Linked DNA regions of Anser cygnoides: region 2 is linked to region 1. Evidence: chromatin contacts called from public Hi-C data. All regions are on one chromosome and are shown on one strand. Each heading gives the region's core, a stretch centred on a gene start, on an enhancer-like site or on the middle of the called end of the contact. The rest is flanking DNA. Distances are from core to core; before and after follow the strand shown. Region 1 holds the start of DUS1L (dihydrouridine synthase 1 like). Region 2 overlaps CCDC57 (coiled-coil domain containing 57).

Region 1 (6,692 bases), core at 3,923-6,422:
GTTGCCCAAAGAGGTTGTGGAGTCTCTTTCTTTGGAGAGCTTCAAAAGCCATCTGGACTCAGTCCTGTGCAACCTGCCCTAGGTGTACCTGTATGCACAGGAGGAGTTGGACCAGATGACCTCCAGTGGTCCCTTCTAACCTCAACTATTCTTTGACTGAGGTAGGTTGTGAACCCACTCAAGTAGGAAACTTAACCGGGTCAGGGTAAAATCTAGAACATCATGTTAAACTTCCATAGTCTTTACACAGGGCATGGAATTGGAATGCTACCAAAAAGAGGGCTAGTGAAAACAGCCAATAGAAAATGCTGAGCAGTGGCATGCCTGAAATTCTATTTTCTTCCAGAGCTTAGATGTATAATGCATGAAGGCACTGGTTTTCTTCTAATCAAAATCCTAGAAGTTCTAGTGATCAGTACTTCCTACCACTCTTCTGAAGGAGCAAGTGAGGTGTACACAGGTCCAAGCAGAAAACAGTACTGTGTGGAGAAGGAGGAAGAGGCAGAAGCTTTGCCCAGCTCTTACAGAATAGCCTAATAAGACAACTCTCTTACAAACCAAATGCCCTGTGTTCTCTTCTCACCTTGAGGCTGTTCTGATTTACATCTTTCACTCCAAAGAGAAGCACCCTAACAACCGCATTACGTGATGGGAAAAAAGCATTGTCTATCTTTCTAGGTTCCCAGCAGTGTCTTTTTGCTGTATATCATTCAAGACTCCCTGGACTACAGGGAACACAACAGAAGTTAGAGTCTGTAACATCACAGTTCAGACACTTGCTTTGAAGTGGGGGGAAGACATTCTTGGCTCTATACAATGATCAAAAGCTTTCTTAAAAAGAAAGCAGTTCCAAATGTATTTATATATATATGTATATGTATATACACATACAAAATTGTTCACAACCACTACCAACATCCCAAGAACATCCTACACAAGTTTGAAGAAGAGAGGCATAATTTGTTAAGATGTGGACAGAAAAAGTACACTGAGCTGATAACAAAAGGGCAACTGTAATGTCAGAAAGAAACACCCTCCCTGGTACTTGAGAGCTTCAAAGTTAAAAAGTAAGGTGCTGGGTATTCTCCTATTTCTAGAGTTGAAGAGCCACTAAGCCATCACTAGACTGGGATTTAAACGACTCACTTTCACCTAACGTGAAAGGTACAAAAGTCTTTTAGCAGACCTAGTTTGTAGTGGGATATCATAAAGTACCACGAGGGTGCCATTGGAATACAAATACAGTAATAAAATAAATACCCCCCCCCAACCTTTCCCAAATAAACCTGCTGCACCCCTTATCCCCACAAAAACTAAGCCTCCTCTTACTGATGAATTCATCCCATTCCCTCTCAAATTAAGCCTCTGAAGTGAGGCCTTTCTAAAGACTTACTCATTCTCTGGAGAAGATCCCATTCTTCTTGCAGAAATGCTCCATAGTGACCTATAATAAAATGGCATATGACAGACTTGTGCGGAACAGTAAGGTTCTGAAGTATACAGCTTTCATAAACATTCACACACAAAGATACAGACACTGATGCCTCACTGACAGAAACAGAGTTGTTCTGTCCTTCCCAAACTGGAAGAGTTGGATTGTTCTGTTTCCCGTGCCATCCTAGATTTACTACGCTGGTTCTGGCTTTTGAAATATAGCTACCTCTGCAATACTCTTAAGGGTTCAGCAGGTTTTATCCTCTTATATGCTAACGTGAATAAACTCTGCATGTATCAAGGAAACAGGAGACACTAAGTGACAGCTTAGTATTATTTTAAATGTAGCTTTTTGAATTTAGGCTCTTTGATTGATTGAAATCAGAAAAAAATCAAGCTCTTGCTAAAAAATTAATTTTTTGAAGAATATTCTAGATGTAAGAGCGATCACTCAAGAGAAGTAGGAATTATTAGTGTACCTAATTTTGCTTTAGGTACTACAAATCTGTACCTATTAAAATGGATGCAATTAAGTCTGATTTCAACAGTACTGCAGCCACCCACACCAAGGCTTAATTTGGCCCTTTTGATGTCTTACTGCCAAAGTATACATTTAAAACATGCAATTTCTTTGTTTATCCAGGGCTCAGATTTGCACATACCTCTCTTTGCAATCATCTGGGGACAACCCAAATTTAGGTCTATGGCATCACAGTAATCCTGAGCCAACAGTGCTGCTTGGACAAACACTTCAGGGTCATTGGCACAGAACTGAGAAAGACAAAAACAAGTGGAAAAATCAGGCAATAGCTTTTTTTCAAGTACTGATAACATTATTTCTATGACATACTTACAAAGCAACCAGTCGCTACAAAAAATGGGCATAATATACACAGCTCATAACAACTGTAATTTCCCAAAAGGATCTGTGACACCAGCTAAGGAGCCTCAAATTCCAAATGACAAAATGAGAAAGATAAGCATCAAGAGGCAAAGAAATATTTGCAGAGTATTTTACACGTGGCACCCATCAATAAGAGGAAACAACTCTTCAAATTCCCCGTACAACAAACAGCTGAAGCATTTGAATACATAAAAGGTAATGCAGAAGAAAGGAGTTACTTATGGTGTCTGTCTCAGGGTCTTGAGACAATTCAAACATTATAGATACTAATAAATACCATTGCCTCTAAACTGAATTGACCTGTGCAGAATGTGAAGTAGACACATTGGGCTGTTAATCAAATGCTTGGTCACAAAAATAATTAAATTCACGCTTAAAACATTGAGAAAACATTGATTTGTTACAAACAATTACGTTAATTTGAAGCTGTTTTGTTGAAGAGGATAGAGACAGACCATTCTTCACAAGTATGCTTTTAAATACATTTTCTAAAATGTTTTATTAACAAAAAATAATCCACCGTATCTTTAAATTTAAATAATATGGATTTAAACTGAAACAAATATGTGAAAAAGTATTACTTAAACCCCGTAACACTTTACAAATCACAGCTGATACTGACCAAAGCCAGGAAAGTCATTTGTCTTCTCTGAAATGACAGAAAACCTCCAACCAAGCCACATCAATGTGTATTTTTACATGGAAAATAAATGCTCCAGGGAACAATGGGCTCATATATATCTCTGCCTGATCTACTTCCCAGTGCCTGTGACAAAACCCAAGCCTGTCCAGAAGTATAAGAATAGTCAGCTAACAGAAAAGAATACTGAAGAAAGAAGCTCCATGATGGCAGATATCCAAGGTACTTTGGTGCCCTGTAGAAAAGAGGGTGTGAAGAACAAAGTAGGTGAAAGCTTTACTTTCTGAATCAGAAGGAGGGATTTAGTTTGCTGTCTCCTTTTAGTGCATTCTGATGGAATCATAGAATATCCTGAGTTGGAAGGACCCCACAAGGATTATCTGTCAAACTTCTGGCTCTGCACAGGAACACCTAAAAAACAAACTGTATGTCTGGAAGTGTTGTCAAAATGCTTCTTGAACTCTGACAGGCTTAGTGCTGTGACTTCTTCCCTGGGGAGCCTGGCTGAGTGCCCGATCACCTTTTCAGTGAAAAACCTTTTCCTAACATCCAGCCTGAACCTCTCCTGTCGCAGTTCCATGCCGTTCCCTCAGGTCCTGTCATTGTCACCAGAGAGAAGAGCTCAGCGCCTGCCCCACCGCTCCCCTTGTGAGGAGGCTGTAGGCTGCCATGAGGCCTTCCCTCAGTCACCTCTTTTCTAGGCTGAACAATCCAAGTGAATTCAGCTGCTCCTCATCTATATTCATGTCTAGACTCTTCACCATCTTTGTCACTTTCCTTTGGACACTTTAGGTCCTCCTTATAATTATTGTTGCCCCAAACCGCACACAGTACTCAAGGTGAGGCCACGCCAGCATAGAGCAAAGTGGGATGATCACTCCCTTTGGCTAGCAATGTCGTGCCTGATGCACTCTGGCAGCTGCCAGGGCACGCTGCTGGCTCATATTCATAATCACACCATTCCTCTGCTCACACTGACTGTCTTTCCCTGCATTATTCTCCAGCTCCACAGGCCCCTCCCTCATTGGGATGGAGTGGTAAGAAGTACCCGAACCTCACACAGCACTAGTAAAACAAGCTTAAAGGGGTATACTTTTTCTTGCATTTGCTCTTCTGTCTCTTACTATAGTTAAGCACTGAGATCGTGGTTTCAGAGACCCGTTCAAAAAACTGTGATTCTCCTAGACTGGTACAAGATCTGGAACAAGCCTTGACTCCAGAAAAGACCAACTGCAGTCTATCTCCAAAGACAAGGGGCAGAGGACTGACACTGTGTTAGAAGTCTAGCGCTTCAGGTCTTTGTGGTTAAGACACCAAATCCTCTCTGCTAGCCATGGGGTGAACAGAAAAACACATTTGTCTTCACGAGCTAAGTACTGTTCCTGGTACTTATTACGTGAAGAAAATGATTTTTCTGTCATACTCTACAACCACTTTGAAATCTGTGTAAAATGGACTAGTCTGTCCTCGTGAAGGTTTGGAGAACGGCTGAATTTACGAACACAGAGGGTGGATGACGAGGGCAAGGGCACATTTGGCAACGTTGACTGACTTTCGCATTGTTGCCCAAGAGCACACTGCAAGGCGAACCCCCGGGAAGCTCTTCCCGGCAGTCCCCGCCGCTGCTGGCGGCGCTAGGGCTGGCCCGGTAGGGGCTGCCGATTCGGGAGCGAACCGAGCGGTCGGTCCTGGCGCTCACCTGCACGATGAGCGGGCGGTCCTCGGGACAGGCCTCGCCGTAGAGGTTCTCGCGGCGGTAGTTGGCGTCCCTGAGGAAGACCTGGGCATGCAGCATCGGCGTGTAGCAGAGCTGGGCACCGTGGCGGCGGCTCAACAGCCTCCAGGCCAGCTCGCTCTGGTCCACCATGGGCGCCACCACGTAGTGGGCGCTCCGCAGCGTCTCCCGCCAGAAAGCCTCCCCGCGCAGCTTCGGCATCTCCCGCCCGCGCGGCGCTGCGGCAGCTGCCGCCTCGCGCCGCTGTACCGGGGCTCGCAACCGCCGCCCGAGGCCTGGAGGCGGGCGCGAACGCCGAGCCCTGGCAGGGCACAGAGGCGGCCGGACGGTGCAACCGCCATCTCCCTCCGGCCGGCTCAGCAGTGCAGCTGCGCACCGTCCCCTCCGGAAACCTCAGCATTCCCGGCAGGGGCCGCGCGCGGAGGAGTCCTCACGGCGAGATCATCGCCCCCGTGAAGCAGCGCGGGGGTCGCGCTCCCCGCGTGTACGGTCGCGGAGGGCGGTACCGGCCGGGACGTTACAGGGCTGTTCCCATCCGAGGCCCTGCATAGCCGCGCGCCGCCCCAGCCTGAGGGGCAGCCGCCGTGACGGCGGGCACGGGCGGCCTCAACGCCGGCGCCCGGTGGCGGTGCCACTGCTCGTGCTGCTCTCCCGCGGCCCGCTGTGATCCACCACGATGAGCCCTGTCCGCCGGTCGTGCCTCCCTTGGCGCGACCTGTGCAGCAGTAGTTGTCCGGAGCACCCCGTGGTAGTGGGCAGCACACCCATCTTCCCCCAGTGCAGTGCCCAAGTCCTGAGAAGCGTCTTTGGTCTTGCACTTTATCCGCTATCCCCAGCACACGCCATGGTGAAGTGGTTGTTGACAATAATGTGAACTCGGACTGAAAGAGGGACCTCACTTATCCTCGAAGTTATGAAAGGCATGGATAGGTAACACCAGCGCAGAGAAGTGGAATGAGCCACTGAACCAAACAACATATATGACAAAACTACACTTCTGTGTCAGTTTAGAAAATACTGATCACCACAGGGGTGACACAGGGCAAGAGTTCCCATCAGCGAGTACCTTCAGGAAAGTAAAAAAATAGAAAAATGCCACATTTCTACTCCACTCATATCAATGTAACTTATTTAGTCACAGCGTTAGACAATTTTTTCCTCAAAAGAGAGAAAATTGAAACAAAAATCGTTCCAACAAACATAGTCTAAGAGGGGTTCTACCTACTCTCCAATTGTTCAGGAGTCTGCTAGAGCTTGTCTCCTGACAGCCTTCACAGTTCCAAGTTCACGGCCTAATCCCACATTTCTCCCCCCTGCTTTTCTAGCGCTCATGGTTGTGATGAATCCTGCTGCAAGGAATAGTTAAGCTTGAAGCTCTTCTGGTTCTTTCTTACCACCTCTTCCACTACCTTCCAGAGGCCTAAGCAATCAGTTCCGCTGTTTTAAATACCCAGACTCTCCAACCCTCCCCTTTCCCCTTATGCTGTTTCTCCAGGGTTTATTTTTCCTTTATTTTGACCCTGATTTGCAGGCAAGGTGCTCGATCTTAACTAATTGCAGGAGTAACAAATGCCTGCTTCCTTTTCACTACTCTATCCTAAATCTTTTGGATTTTACTTGACCTCTCTCATTTCCAAAGACAGAAAGCTTCTCCACTTCAGCTGTCTGGGATAATTGTTTAAAGTCATGCGAGTTCTGTTAATCTATGACACTTCAGGGCTTTTTTTTTTTTTTTTTGTAAAGTTATTGTCTTTGGCAAAAAAAGGAGTATTTCTTCCCCTCAGGAAGCTGACAGAATACAAAAGCAAAGTAATAGCTTTAGTGCTGACAATTATATCCACTGTGTACCATATGTTCTTGTTCTCTTTTAGTGTTAAGCTATATTGCAGATTCAAGGTTTACTGCACACCATTTCACAACAGCAGTATGTGTTTTTGTGAGCCTAAGTAAGGCTTCAGGGCCAATAAATGGCTATGTTT
Region 2 (6,057 bases), core at 3,342-5,841, 68 kb after region 1:
TCTTTTGAGAAGCTCTCTTGGAGAAAGGCTACCAGAGGCAACACAAACTGTGCAGCGCTTAGAGCTAATGGGATGCCAAAGTCCTATAAAGGAGAGAAGATACCAAGGAGGTATTCTCAGTTATTTTATCATCAATGTTACATTTCCAACAAGTGTTTATAGCCAGTATAAATGAATCACTGAACACAGGCCTTCACTGGAGATGGATTCAATACTATTCAAAAACACGTCTAGTGGCTTTTTTTTTTTTTTAACCTTTGCTTCATTGACAAAGCAATTATTGCACGGTATTTAAATGTCCACAGTTTTCTTACATTTTATTTACTCTTGATTCCATATTATCCTATAGTAAGCTTTCCTTTCTACTTTCATAAATAATTTTTGTCATCCTAAGAGATAAACCACCTCTTTTCTGGTCTTAGAAGTTAGTTCAACTTCCAGTTCCCACACTGACATCTAAGCACCAGGGAATCCTTCATCAGAGATGTTCATTACCAAAAAGTTACTGACTACAGACTATCAGTGTTTTGTGTTAGGACTTCTATCACAGGATAACCTAAGTTGGAACAGTTAGCACTTCAGTCTCATAAACTATCCAGCTCAAGGATCAGCCAGGTCCAGCACTTTGTTTTCATATTAAAACCTAGCTCTCTCCAGTTCAAAGAATCAACTGATTCACAGCTTTTATTCTAAACGTGTAAGCTAGCACTCTTTTCTAGAATACATTTACCTTCCTTTAATACCATTCCAATATCTGTTCTGGGTCTGTTTCCCATTTCAATCAGCTGCTGCTTCTCTTGGCTCAGAACTGATATTTTCCTTGCTGCTTCGTTCAGTATATTTTGCATTCCGTGTAGAGGGCAGCTGAAACCATACTGAAGACTAACACCAGGACAACAATTATCTGAGACAGGGCCAAAATCGACCGTCTTTTGTTCAAGAGCTTTGGTTTTTGACCCCTGGAAACAAAACAAAACAAAACAAAAACAGATAGAACTTATTATGTTGAAGACGGTGAAGGGCCTAGAGGGGAAGACATATGAGGAGCGGCTGAGGTCACTGTCCTGTTCAGCCTGGAGAAAAGGAGGCTGAGGGGAGACCTCATTGCAGTCTCCAACTTCCTCGCGCGGGGGAGTGGAAGGGCAGGGGACCTATTCTCCGTAAACACCAGTGATGGGACCCACGGGAACGGTGTTAAGCTGAGGCAGGAGAAGTTTAGGCTGGACATCAGGAAGAGGTTCTTCACCGAGAGGGTGGTCGCACACTGGAACAGGCTCCCCAGTGAAGCAGTCACTGCACCGAGCCTGTCTGAATTTAAGAAGCGATTGGACTGTGCACTTAGTCACATGGTCTAAACTTTTGGGTAGACCTATGTGGTGCCAGGAGTTGGACTTGATGATCCTTATGGGTCCCTTCCAACTCGGGATATTCTATGATTATTAAAATATTTTGAAAATGTGGTTTGCATGTTCAGAGATTCATACAAACATGCATTAGAAGCTAGTTGAAGAAAAAGAGCAAAGTTGAAGTCTACGGCCTGTTTTTGAGAGTTCATTTTCAAGATTTTGTTAGCAATACAAAACAAATTTAAACCATGGAATAAATCACTATCACAGCCTAGGAAGTTCCAACAAGTATGCTCCATATTGTTAACTGTAAATATAAAGTAATACATATAGGATACACACCACATAACTGTAAACATGAGCGTGGATAATACCAAAATAAAACGTGGAAAAAACATTTTACTGGAAGTAGCAAGCTACCACAAACCCTTTTTTATATAATCATTGTGTGCATATGCACACGTGGGGTGGATATGACTTAAAACATTGTTAAGAGAGAAAGGCTGCAGAATAAAAAGCAGTTACTATAATTGGTTTTGTCTCTGCAACCCTAATGGAGTCTTGCACATATGAAGTATTTACCCAAAAGACCATAGAATCACAGAATCATTAAGGCAGAATCATAGAATAGAACAGAATCATAGAATCACATCCACGTTTTTCAAGAGCCTGACTTCTTTCAACCCCCTTACAGGGGGACACGTTTCAATATTCATTTAAATACTCATCATTCACCAAACAAATCGTCTCCCTAAAGACTTTTTTTTAATACTATACATTACCACAAGTACCTAAACATCACCCATGTTAAAATAGTTTTGCAAAAAACTTGCTCATCTACATGTTTACTCTTCTGTATATAAAGAAAACAGAAGTGTAGTACACTGTAACTGTGCAGTGCACTGTAATGGTGCTGTCCCAATCAGCTTTCAACTAAAGTCACCCTGAACACTGTGATTCAAAGAGTACACACTGAAAGGTGTTATCCATACTGACAAAAAGCAAACAAACAAAACCACCACATTCTTTGGGAGTTGCCTGACATACTAAGTCACTCTCTTATTTCTTCAGACAGATTCACATATCTGAAAAAAGGAGGATAAAAGAGGAGGCCCTTGAGAACATAAACAGAAAGCATACAAGTCCACAAACACTTTGGTAAGTGTTGTGATTTAATCCTGGTAGACAGCTCAGCAACACACAGGCTCTCACCCACTCCCCCTCAGTGGGACTGCAGAAAGAACCAAAAAGGTACAAGCTTAAGAACTCATGGTTTAAGATGTTTTGCTTGTGCAGACAAGCAAAGGAAAATAAGGAATTAGTTCACTGCTTCCAACTGGCAAGCAGATGTTCAACTGTTTCCAGGAACACAAGTTCATCACACATAACAGTTACTTAGGAAGACAAATGCCATCACTCTAAACATTCTCCCTTCCCCCTCCTTTTACCCAGGTTGTGTTACTGAGCATGACAGCGTACGGTATGGAATAACCCTTTGGTCTGTTTGGGTCGGCTGTCCTGGCAGTGTCTCCTCCTAACTTCTTGTGTGCTCCCAGCCTCCTCACTGGCAGGGCAGCAAAGGAAACAGAAAAGACCTTGACTCACTGTAAGCACTGCTCAGCAACAACTAAAACATCAGTGGGCTATCAACACTATTTTTCATCACCAATCTAAAAATACAGCACTATACAAGTCTCTATGAAGAAAGCTAATTCAATCTCAGCTAAAACCAGGAGAGGCAGAAGGGTGGAGAAATAAATGCAGGGGTAGCATCTGTAAAAACATGATGAAAGACATCACAGTGGAAGAAGGAAGGCACATCACATTGGTGTACAGAAAGTAATTTATATCAAAGCTATCAACATAAGCAGCTGAAAATTATTACATTCTGCCCTCATACAAACACAGTGAAATTAAAACACCGAGGCTTAACATAAAGAGAGGTAAAGGCAATGCCCACTTACAGTACTACCAACTGTCATGCTATGTACCACCTCCATTGTACCAAGAAGTGAAAGTGCAATGCACGTCAATGAGAAGAATACTATTTCCTTAAAATTCATTTTTCATGACCTTTTCATAAAAACATTCAACAGCATTACACACGATGACAGCTTGTAAGATGTAGAGTTAGGACTGAAATTCAGAAATCTTTTTATTTTTAGGTCCATGTCCTACTACTTGTTTATACACATAAAGCAAGAGTAATTCACTATTTCATACTGAAGATGCAGATCGCTGTCTGCAAAATATTCTTATTCTCGTATCCAGCCCTGAGAATTCAATTACAGTTTAGCACCATGAAGCAAAGGTTTAATCTCTGGCACAGAGAATGTTCAGTAACTATCTTAGTGTCTCCAAGGCAAAGCCACACTCACTTTTTTTTTTTTTTTTAAAGGTTTCATCCCTACTTAAAAGAACTCAAAAGAAAATAAGAATGCATCTGTGACAGTAGCTTGTAAAATATTTTCTGCAAAAGAAGAGAGTAGTTGGTACAAAATTCAGTTTTCAACTAATTCTGGAAGTAGCAGAAGAGGAAAAAAAGATCTGTCTATACTGGCACACAACTTCCTAGATGTAATTTCACAGTAGGAACAAACAAAACTACTTTTATATTCAGCAAAATAATGCAGTATTTAAAGATATTAAACATCATTGTGGATGGTAGGTTGTGTGTGTTTTTACAGTGTTCAAAAGGTTCTGAGATTTTATTTAAACATTGTTATTGTTTCAGCTCTTAAACCTATTAGCTTTTAATGTAATTATCTCTCATCATTCTTTATTACTTAGTTACTATTTCCATTTTCTTGAACTTAGAAGGTTACTGGTGAGTCTTAGCAGTAAAATTAAATCATAAAAGACATCAGTAGATTTTACAGATGACTTAAGAATTAGAAAAAAAAATATTTTGAAATTGTATTTTAACCTGTCTTTAAAATTCTTTTGCTATACCATGAAATCTCTGGGAGACAGTAAGGGGAGACCCTATAGTGACCTACTCCTTACTTGGTATTCTGCGTTATTGTTTCAGCTCTCAACCCCATTATTATTTTTACTGAGAGATGCCTCCATCATACTTTAATGCCGACATCGCTCCTACCCTTTAAAACAACGTAATGAGAATTAACATTTGTAAACCCTAGAACTGAATAAAAACGCTTCCAAAGCCAATGAGCTTTTCCGTCTTTTGTGGTGTGAGCTCCAACCGACGGACGCGCTCAGCGGTTTCTCCCGGTCAGACCGACCAGGCCCTTAACCCCCCGGTGGCCTGCGGGCTACGCAAAAGGCCCCCAGGGCCGGCCCGCCGCACCGGGGCCTCGCTACCCAGTCAGCGCCGCCCCCTAGCGACGGACTGGCGGAAGCGAGCCCCGCGAGCCGGCCGGTCCGAGGCTCTCCGAGGAAACCACCGTGCAGCCAGCCAGCCCACCCCAGCGAGCACCCCCAGCGCTTCTGTGACAGTTCAGGTTGTCGAGCCTGTTCTGGGAAAATGCTCCTGCACGTCAGTTTCTCTAAAGGAAAACGCATACATCTCATACAATATCCCCAGTTCCTCTTTCTGGAGGACAAAGGCTAGAATGAGAAGAGGCTAAAAAAAAAAAAAAAGAAAGTGAAGAAAGAATAAAGACAAGGCAGGAGCTCAAATTCATATTTTCATAAAACAAAAAGCAAATGCAAACCAAAGCTTCACAGTACCTGCTGGTTAAAGTCCACTATTGACACAGTATCTACATTATCATCTTGATCCACCTCAAAGCATATTGGAAAATTTTAGATATTAAAAAAAGGCTAACAAATTTAAAACAGAAAACTCAGGTGATACACAACAGCTTAAGAATTTGAAAATGGGGGAGGAAAAAGATCAAAAAGAGCTTGAAAGATCAGAAATGACTTGTGCCAGGGAATAACTAGTCAAAACTTATTCCCTAGAAAGAATGAGCGTAAGTTTGTCTGAAAAAAGTCACTGCTAGCTCATTACTGACTAAATAGGAGTATATAAAATAATATATTATATATATATATAATATATATAAAATAATTATTAATTACACATACATATTTTAGGTAGTTTAAATCTCTTCGTACCTTTTCTGTGTTTGGGTTTATTATACAACCCAAGTTATTTGAGCTGACATTGATGTTGTTCAACGTGGTTCTAACTGAAACTTGGTCTGTGCAAAATGAACCTTTTAAAAAAAAGAGGAGTATAATATGAATGTATACACATTTATATAGTTTGGGCTTTCACAGCAATAGCTGCAGAACTTTTTCTCATTACTATACATTTATATTACTTCAGTAGATGCATTGTAAACAGAGCTGAGGAAATATAGAAAGTAGTACAGTCTCACGATATGTAAATATCAGTCATCTACAAAATACAGAAGTGTCTATCGACGACATATTACAAAGTTCAATTTGTGGGTAAGTAGCACACAGACAGAAGTTTTTATTTCTTCCAGTACTGCATTATTTAATTGTTGGGAAACTGGCAGTACTCAGTATAACACGAATAGTTAAGACATAGCAGATTCTTTCTATCACAGTTGAAAAAAAATCACCAATAAATTTAAATCAATTCTGAAAAATGTTTCTTTTACTTACAGTAAAAATGGGAGTCTGAACATTTTGAATTATGTGGACAAGGCAGGGGAAAGAACAGAGGACTTTCTGGAAACCAGAAATGCCCTTCTAAGTTACTCTCCCACTGTCT

Evidence for each region. A called contact is a pair of places that touch in the nucleus more often than the background predicts.
Region 2: a Hi-C map of liver shows a contact between it and region 1, with 4 times the contacts expected there. The contact joins the enhancer-like site here to the promoter of DUS1L in region 1. A contact is called at or near these places in 2 of 7 Hi-C or Micro-C datasets (both in liver).

What each region holds. Positions count from the first base shown.
Region 1 is chr19:13,009,078-13,015,769 of Taihu_goose_T2T_genome, forward strand. It overlaps DUS1L (dihydrouridine synthase 1 like), which reads right to left and starts at 5,173. Exons shown (of 13, transcript XM_066980404.1): 1 at 4,678-5,173; 2 at 2,097-2,205; 3 at 1,394-1,444. The coding sequence starts at 4,914.
Region 2 is chr19:13,077,285-13,083,341 of Taihu_goose_T2T_genome, forward strand. CCDC57 (coiled-coil domain containing 57) reads right to left here. Exons shown (of 11, transcript XM_066980358.1): 6 at 5,430-5,530; 7 at 731-959; 8 at 1-83. Among named protein-coding and RNA genes, the nearest start is that of FASN, 17 kb to the left of the region's middle. Within about 2 kb of position 4,592, at least 1 of the 3 cell types and tissues checked has open chromatin away from gene starts, as enhancers often do. A contact at or near this core is called in liver, where this site is marked.